Regions from separate parts of the Mus musculus genome. Here region 2 is linked to region 1. The links are chromatin contacts, called in public Hi-C maps. All regions are on one chromosome and are shown on one strand. Each heading gives the region's core, a stretch centred on a gene start, on an enhancer-like site or on the middle of the called end of the contact. The rest is flanking DNA. Distances are from core to core; before and after follow the strand shown.

What was found. A called contact is a pair of places that touch in the nucleus more often than the background predicts.
Region 2: a Hi-C map of the N1E-115 cell line shows a contact between it and region 1, with 5 times the contacts expected there. The contact joins the enhancer-like site here to the promoter of Fzd5 in region 1. A contact is called at or near these places in 15 of 39 promoter capture datasets (the 3T3-L1 cell line, the C10 cell line, the HPC-7 cell line and 10 more), 1 of 15 datasets of contacts at CTCF or cohesin (pro-B cells), 9 of 484 Hi-C or Micro-C datasets (the HPC-7 cell line, the N1E-115 cell line, adipose-derived mesenchymal stem cells and 6 more), 15 of 115 datasets of contacts at active chromatin or transcription factors (the HPC-7 cell line, T-cell acute lymphoblastic leukemia, acute myeloid leukemia and 7 more) and 5 of 9 other capture datasets (adipose tissue, bone marrow-derived macrophages, liver and 2 more).

The regions. Positions count from the first base shown.
Region 1 is chr1:64,735,932-64,739,123 of GRCm38.p6, forward strand. Fzd5 (frizzled class receptor 5) reads right to left here and starts at 1,819. Exons shown (of 2, transcript NM_022721.3): 1 at 1,202-1,819; 2 at 1-922. The coding sequence starts at 669.
Region 2 is chr1:64,875,192-64,877,969 of GRCm38.p6, forward strand. The region is part of intron 5 of Plekhm3 (pleckstrin homology domain containing, family M, member 3); the gene reads right to left. Among named protein-coding and RNA genes, the nearest start is that of Gm51628, 10 kb to the right of the region's middle. Within about 2 kb of position 1,295, at least 96 of the 459 cell types and tissues checked have an H3K27ac peak or open chromatin away from gene starts, as enhancers often do. A contact at or near this core is called in the HPC-7 cell line, the N1E-115 cell line, T-cell acute lymphoblastic leukemia and 8 more, where this site is marked.

The DNA of each region.
Region 1 (3,192 bases), core at 569-3,068:
GTAGCAGGGCACCGCGCAGTTGGGCACTTGGCCGGTGCGCACCTTGTTGTAGAGTGGGTGTGACTCCTTCAGGATGGGCACGAAGGGCTCGCGGCACGTGCACACGGATGGGCCTCCCGAGGGGCACTCGCCCCCGGAAGATGGCGCCCCTGGTGGTCCTGGGAGTGTAGGTTTGGCCGGGAAGGACTTAGGGGACGCGGTGGTGGCTTCGCTTCGGTTATAATCCATACACAGAACCTCGGCGTCGCCGCCCAGCACAGGGAGGCGGTCGCAGCTCATGCGCTCGGGCCAGGCGAAGCCGTACTGGCGCATGAGCGGCGAGCAGCCGGCCTTGGCGCGCTCGCACACGGAACGGCACGGTGGTAGCGGCTTGTGGTAGTCAGGCAAACAGATGGGCGTGTACATAGAGCACAGGAAGAAGCGCAGGTCCGGTGAGCAGTGGATCTCCACAAGCGGCCAGAATTGGTGCACCTCCAGGCCTGCTTCGTCCTGCGTGTCATGGTTGAACTGGTTGGGCATGTGCGTCAGGTTGTAGCCGATGCCTCGGCACATGGGCACCGTGATTTCCTGGCACACCGGGGCCTTGGAGGCGGCCGCTGCCCGGCCCACCAGCTGCGCCAGCAACAGCAGCAGAAGAGAGGGAGGCGCAGACGGGTCGGGTCGAGCCATCGTCTCCTTCTTCCCTTTGCCTCCCGCTGCCTGAGAGGGTCTGCGTTGGCCGACGAATCTGCGGCCGGGGCTTCCCTCTCCGGAGTCTTGAGTGTGACGCCCGGGCTGGCAACCTGTTGGTTTCTTTTTCTCTTAAAGAAATCCGTCCAAAGATAAACTGTTTCTGGAAGGCGCTGCCTCCGCCGGCAGCACTCAGTTCCACACCAGATAGGGCTGGAGGGATGATTAGGGCTCCGACTCCAAGGACAGAACTCTTAAAAGAGAAGGTAGGGGAAAAGAAAAATCGCAACCACTCCTCTTAGAGGAGCGCCAACCACTTGGTCTCCGCAAACCAGCTCCAATCTCAAGATTAACTCCTTTCCTCCCCTCCTCCTAGAACCAAACTTCAGACGCCCCCACCCCCTCCACCCCACTGCCCGCGCCCGCCTCTCTTTTCTGGCCCGGCCCTGCAGGCTGTGCCTGGGGCCAGAGAGCTCAGTCCCCGAGATGGGGGCAGAGGAACCGGGTGAACTGGGAAGACGCGGGCTCTCACCTCGGAGGATCCTGCTGGGCGGCAGATGTCTGCGACCAGCCGGGCTCCTCAGTCGCGCGACTCCGAATCGGGCCAGAGCTGGGAAAGTTTAACGACAAGCTAGGTACCTGTGGCGGCGACACATGGCAGCAGGTGGAGGGCGTTTCAGAGAGCAGGGCGCCCCTCGACCATGGGCGGCGCGGGCCGGTCACTCGCCTTCTCTTCCTTCGGGGCCCCCTGCATGATTCGGGCAGAGCAAGGCAGGGGCAGGCCGTGCCTTCCACCGGCGTCCCGGGGCCGGGACGAAGGGCAAGGGCGCCGGGCAGCACTTGAACTGCGCGGAGGGGTGCGGCAGCCGGAGGGGACCCCGCCACCTCACAGCACAGCGAGCAGCCAGCGCTGGTCGGGCGGGGACTGCATAGTCCGCACCCGCCGCCGCGTCCCGCCAGCCGCTCGCCGCCTCCCCTGCAGGGGGCTCCGCGCTCCAGCAGACTCCGGGGGGCGGTGGCGGCGCTCTCGGGACGCGCCCCGCTCGGCTCCTCCCCCGCGCTCTCGCACTCTTTCGCCCACCTCCAGGGAGCTCCGAGCTGTGCGCGACGGCAGAGGACAAGTCGCGGCCGCAGGCTGACTGCCCTCTCCCGCCCCGCCCGGGTCACCTGCCTCTAATGCCCGCCGGGAGGCCCCGCCCCGGGACCGCCCCTCCCGCCCCCTCCCGCCCTGCCCCGAGCTGGGCCGTCCCACGAATCGCTCTCCGGGTCCCCGCCCACCGCCCCGCTGTCCTGGCCTCTCCGCGAGCGCCCCGCGGCCCCGCCCGGAGCGGGCAGCGGAAGAGCGTCGGCCAATAGTGGACCGGGAAGTTACGAGGGCGGGGTCAATGCTAATGAGTCCTCCCAGAGAACCCGGGCGGGAAACCTGGCCCCAAGTCCTTCTGGAGTTCTCTGCGGTGGTTCACCAGGATGGTGCTCACTTTCCTGAGGGCTCTGTTCTCTGAACGCCGGCTTCCAGGGCCTCCACCAGGCCACCTCTCTCCAGCTGAGTGTCCTTATCGAGGTCTGGCGCTTGTTTAAAGGGATGAGAGGTCAATTCGGTTGTGCCACCTGTCCTCTTTCTAAGCTGCCTTGTGCTAGGTGACAGACGTGCTAGTACTTAATGAGCAACCTCGTGTTAGTTAATCGTTTACACCTTGATACGCGATCTGGATACCGTAGGATTCTGAGGCCAGAACACCTCAGAACTTGACCTACACAGCTGAGCTAACAAGACAGCAGAGACGTTGACAAACTTGTGCCCCTCCCTGTGCGAGCTCCTGGCACACAATAGGCGCTCTGACCTGGAATCCCAAACCAGAAGCTGGGCAGCAGAGTTCACAATCTTTACCACTCACCCCTCCCTTAGAAATATCGATATTTCCCAGGCTTTGCCCTTTTATATATAACAAAATCTTGTCCTTGTGACAAGAGAATGAATTTCTTTCCAGTTTTGGAAGTCTCTAGAGACGTTAGTCCTTAGCAGTTGCGGTTTATAATCCCTGGCAGATCCGAATTTGCCCACAGAGAAAAACTCTTGAACTGGAGCAGTGTACAGCTCAGGGTGCTTGGTCCCCCAGGGTTGGCTGCTGTGCACTCTGGCGAGGTTGAGACCGGATAACCGGGGCGTACTGGGGCAGTGGGAACCGTGAAAAGACCTGCTGCGCACAGTCAACGCAGGGACACGCAGTGGCGCTCTCCTGATGGGTTAGTATACTCCAAGTTTTAAATGTCCCACAAATGCCTCTCTTCTACGAGTTCTAATTAGGCTGGGAGACCGAGGTGTTTAGCATGCTTGAAATTCGTTCACACGCTTATGAAGAGGCTTTAAATTGTAGACTGCTCCTTCACTCCTCCTTCCGCTGGGGGAGGGGAGTGGGAGGGATTTGAAGTAGGGGAGGGCATAGGAGTACTTGAAGGACTCTGAACTGGCCTCACTGACTGAGATCTGTTGGGTTGTTATTGTCTTCTGTGCCGTCTGTACGG
Region 2 (2,778 bases), core at 45-2,544, 140 kb after region 1:
CAGAATAGTAGGTGCTGTTTTATTTTATTTTTCTACAATGAATCATATATATTGTATTAAGCAAAACCCAGTTTGACCAAATGAAGTTGCCAAAATCTTAGTAACAATAGTTTATCTGCTTAATGAACTTATCCAACAAGTATTTATTAGTCTCCACTCTGTATCAGGCGCTGTTCCAGGCCCTGGGGATACAGCAGTGAGCAATACAGATAAAAAACTATGATCCAGTGTAAGAGGGAAAGAGCAGAAGTATACATGGAACAAAGGACAACTTTGTACTTTAAGACAGGGAGACAGACAAAACACCATACCATGCCATCTATGAATAGGCAATGAAAGAAGACAGGAGGGAAGGGTGGAGGAGGAGGCAGGGATATTAAGTTGCATACTGGTTGTAATTTAAAATACAGTCGGGCATGGTTCTATAAAGAGATGGCTGCATAAAGACCTAGAAGAACAAGCAGGTGGTATAGAAACTCAGGCAGGAGCCCTCTTAGTATGATCAAGGACCAGCAGAAAGGCCAGTGTGACTGGAACAGAGGCAGGAAGTGGTGGGAGGTGAGACAGAGACTAATGGGGATAAGACTGTGCACAGCTTTGGCTTCGACTCGGAGTGAAAGGTAAAGTTATTACATCAGTTGGGCCAGAAGTGACATCATCTAATCTGCACATTAGCTGCAGCCAGAATCCTAAGAACAGACTGCCGCAGGGGACCAGTGACTGCAATAGTCCAGAAGAACACTACCGAGCCTTGGACCTTGGTGGTAGCACTGACAGTGGAAAGAGGAGACATGGTTTGAGGTTGAAGCTGTCAGTCTGCCAAGAGGAAGGTGTATGGCTTGGAACAGAGGTGTTCTTAAGTGATATAGGAAGCGGGTAGTCTGCAATAGGAGGTGGGACAGAGATTTTATGAGCTTGGTTTGGACGTAGGTAAACTTGAGATGATATTAAAAGTGAAAAGACCCCTTCACCAGCTGCACTTAGCTTCACACTTCAGTGACCTCACTAGAAAAGCAGAGTAGCTCTGGGTAAAACAGTAAGGGGCCAAGATACGAGTTTGACGGGATAATGTTAATAAAAATGGCAATCTTCATGACAGAAAGAGCCCATTGCTTAGCAAAACTAACATTTCAGTGGGAACTCACCCTGGATATACTCACCATTCAAATAAAATGTGAAACAGGAAAAGGAGAATTAGGAAGAAGGCGAAAGTCAAGTCAGTGTGCTGCTGCAGAACAACCAGTCAGAGAGGGAACTTAAAACAATAGGCCTAACTTCCTTTCCTGACACATGACCCAGCACTGCTGAGTCACCAGGAACACAGGCTTGAGAGTGTAGATTGCCCCCAAGCAGCACGGGAAAGAACAGTTCAGGTTTACTTCACAGTGGCCATTCAGATTTACTAGACATATCAAGACCCAACTCACACGGGATTATGGGAAATACTCAAGCAGCCATGCAAAATTCCCAGAACCCAAAGATTCGAGCGCTCACAAGAGAAACATAGGATTTAAGAAAAGCTTGTCCAACAGTTGGTGATGTGTTTGGTGGTCTAAGGTAAAATGGGGTGGGGTGAGGGCGACAGATACACTAGAAAGCTTTTAAAATTGATTTTCTTTTTAAAATGTGTTTGACTTCTGAGGCTGTTTGCCTTTGTGTTTTTTTAGTATTACTATATTCTTATATGAAATGGTAGTGAGAAATAATAATTAGTTTTTAGTATCTGTTTTGGCTAGAGGTACACTTGAAGCAACCCTGTGGATACTGCTATACTTCTATTTTAAGTATCTAGGTCTGGAAAATAGAAAGGTCTGGCAAACTGTGACCTATAGAAAAAGCATTTGCTGGCACTAAGCCAGTTGTCCTGCCTGGCCCCCCAGGAACGACTGCCTGTTGCCGATCCCAGGCCTGGACCAGCCAGCCATCTTACCTCCCATCTACCTCTTCATCTTTCTTCACACTCTTCTAAAGGACCTCAATCAAGTCTTCAGGAGGCATGAAAGAGAGTCCTCTCAGGAGCATGAGCCTGGAGTGACTGTAAACATCTGGGAGGCAGTGGCAGGTGGGTGACTACCAGTTCAAGGTCAGTCTAGTCTACACAGTGAGCCAGCCACATAGAAAGGCCTTGTCTAAAACACATGGTAAGAGAGTATGGAGACCTCCAGACATCACTATCATTCATTAGGCAAGAAGCAGTGATCTACGATGAGAAAACATGGCTCCAGTTGGACTCTGCTGCTCACCAGCCTTTCACTGTTGGCAAGTCAGAGAGCCTCTCTGGCTCTGTCCTTTCCTCCTTTGACCTGTGTGCCTCAAAGACTGCTAGAAAGAAAAATATAGATTTCTGGGAAAGTCCCTCTTATGGATAAAAATCCCAATAATTGTAAATAATTCTGAAAAACATGAGATGACATAACTTTAATGATTCATAAGCTCTTGTTGTACAACCAACTGATGCACACTTCTATCTTAGTCTCCAAGACAGAGCAGAAGAATCTTGTCCTCTCAGAGCCTTCCAGGAGTCAGCAAGATAGGAAAGGAGCCTGAAGAGATGTAAGTCACCCAGGCACCTAAGCATCAACTGAGTGGTCCAGATGATCACTGTTGGAAGATATCACTGAACGAAGACAAGAAGAGGAAGCGTCTGAGGTCACCTAGAGTTAGAGTGGCCTGTAGGTGGGAGCGGTGGATGGTTTATCAAGGAAATGAACATTTGATTTTGACTGGGGTGTCTACGACCCACCAAGTGCCAAGTGAAAGATGAAGCTATACATGTAG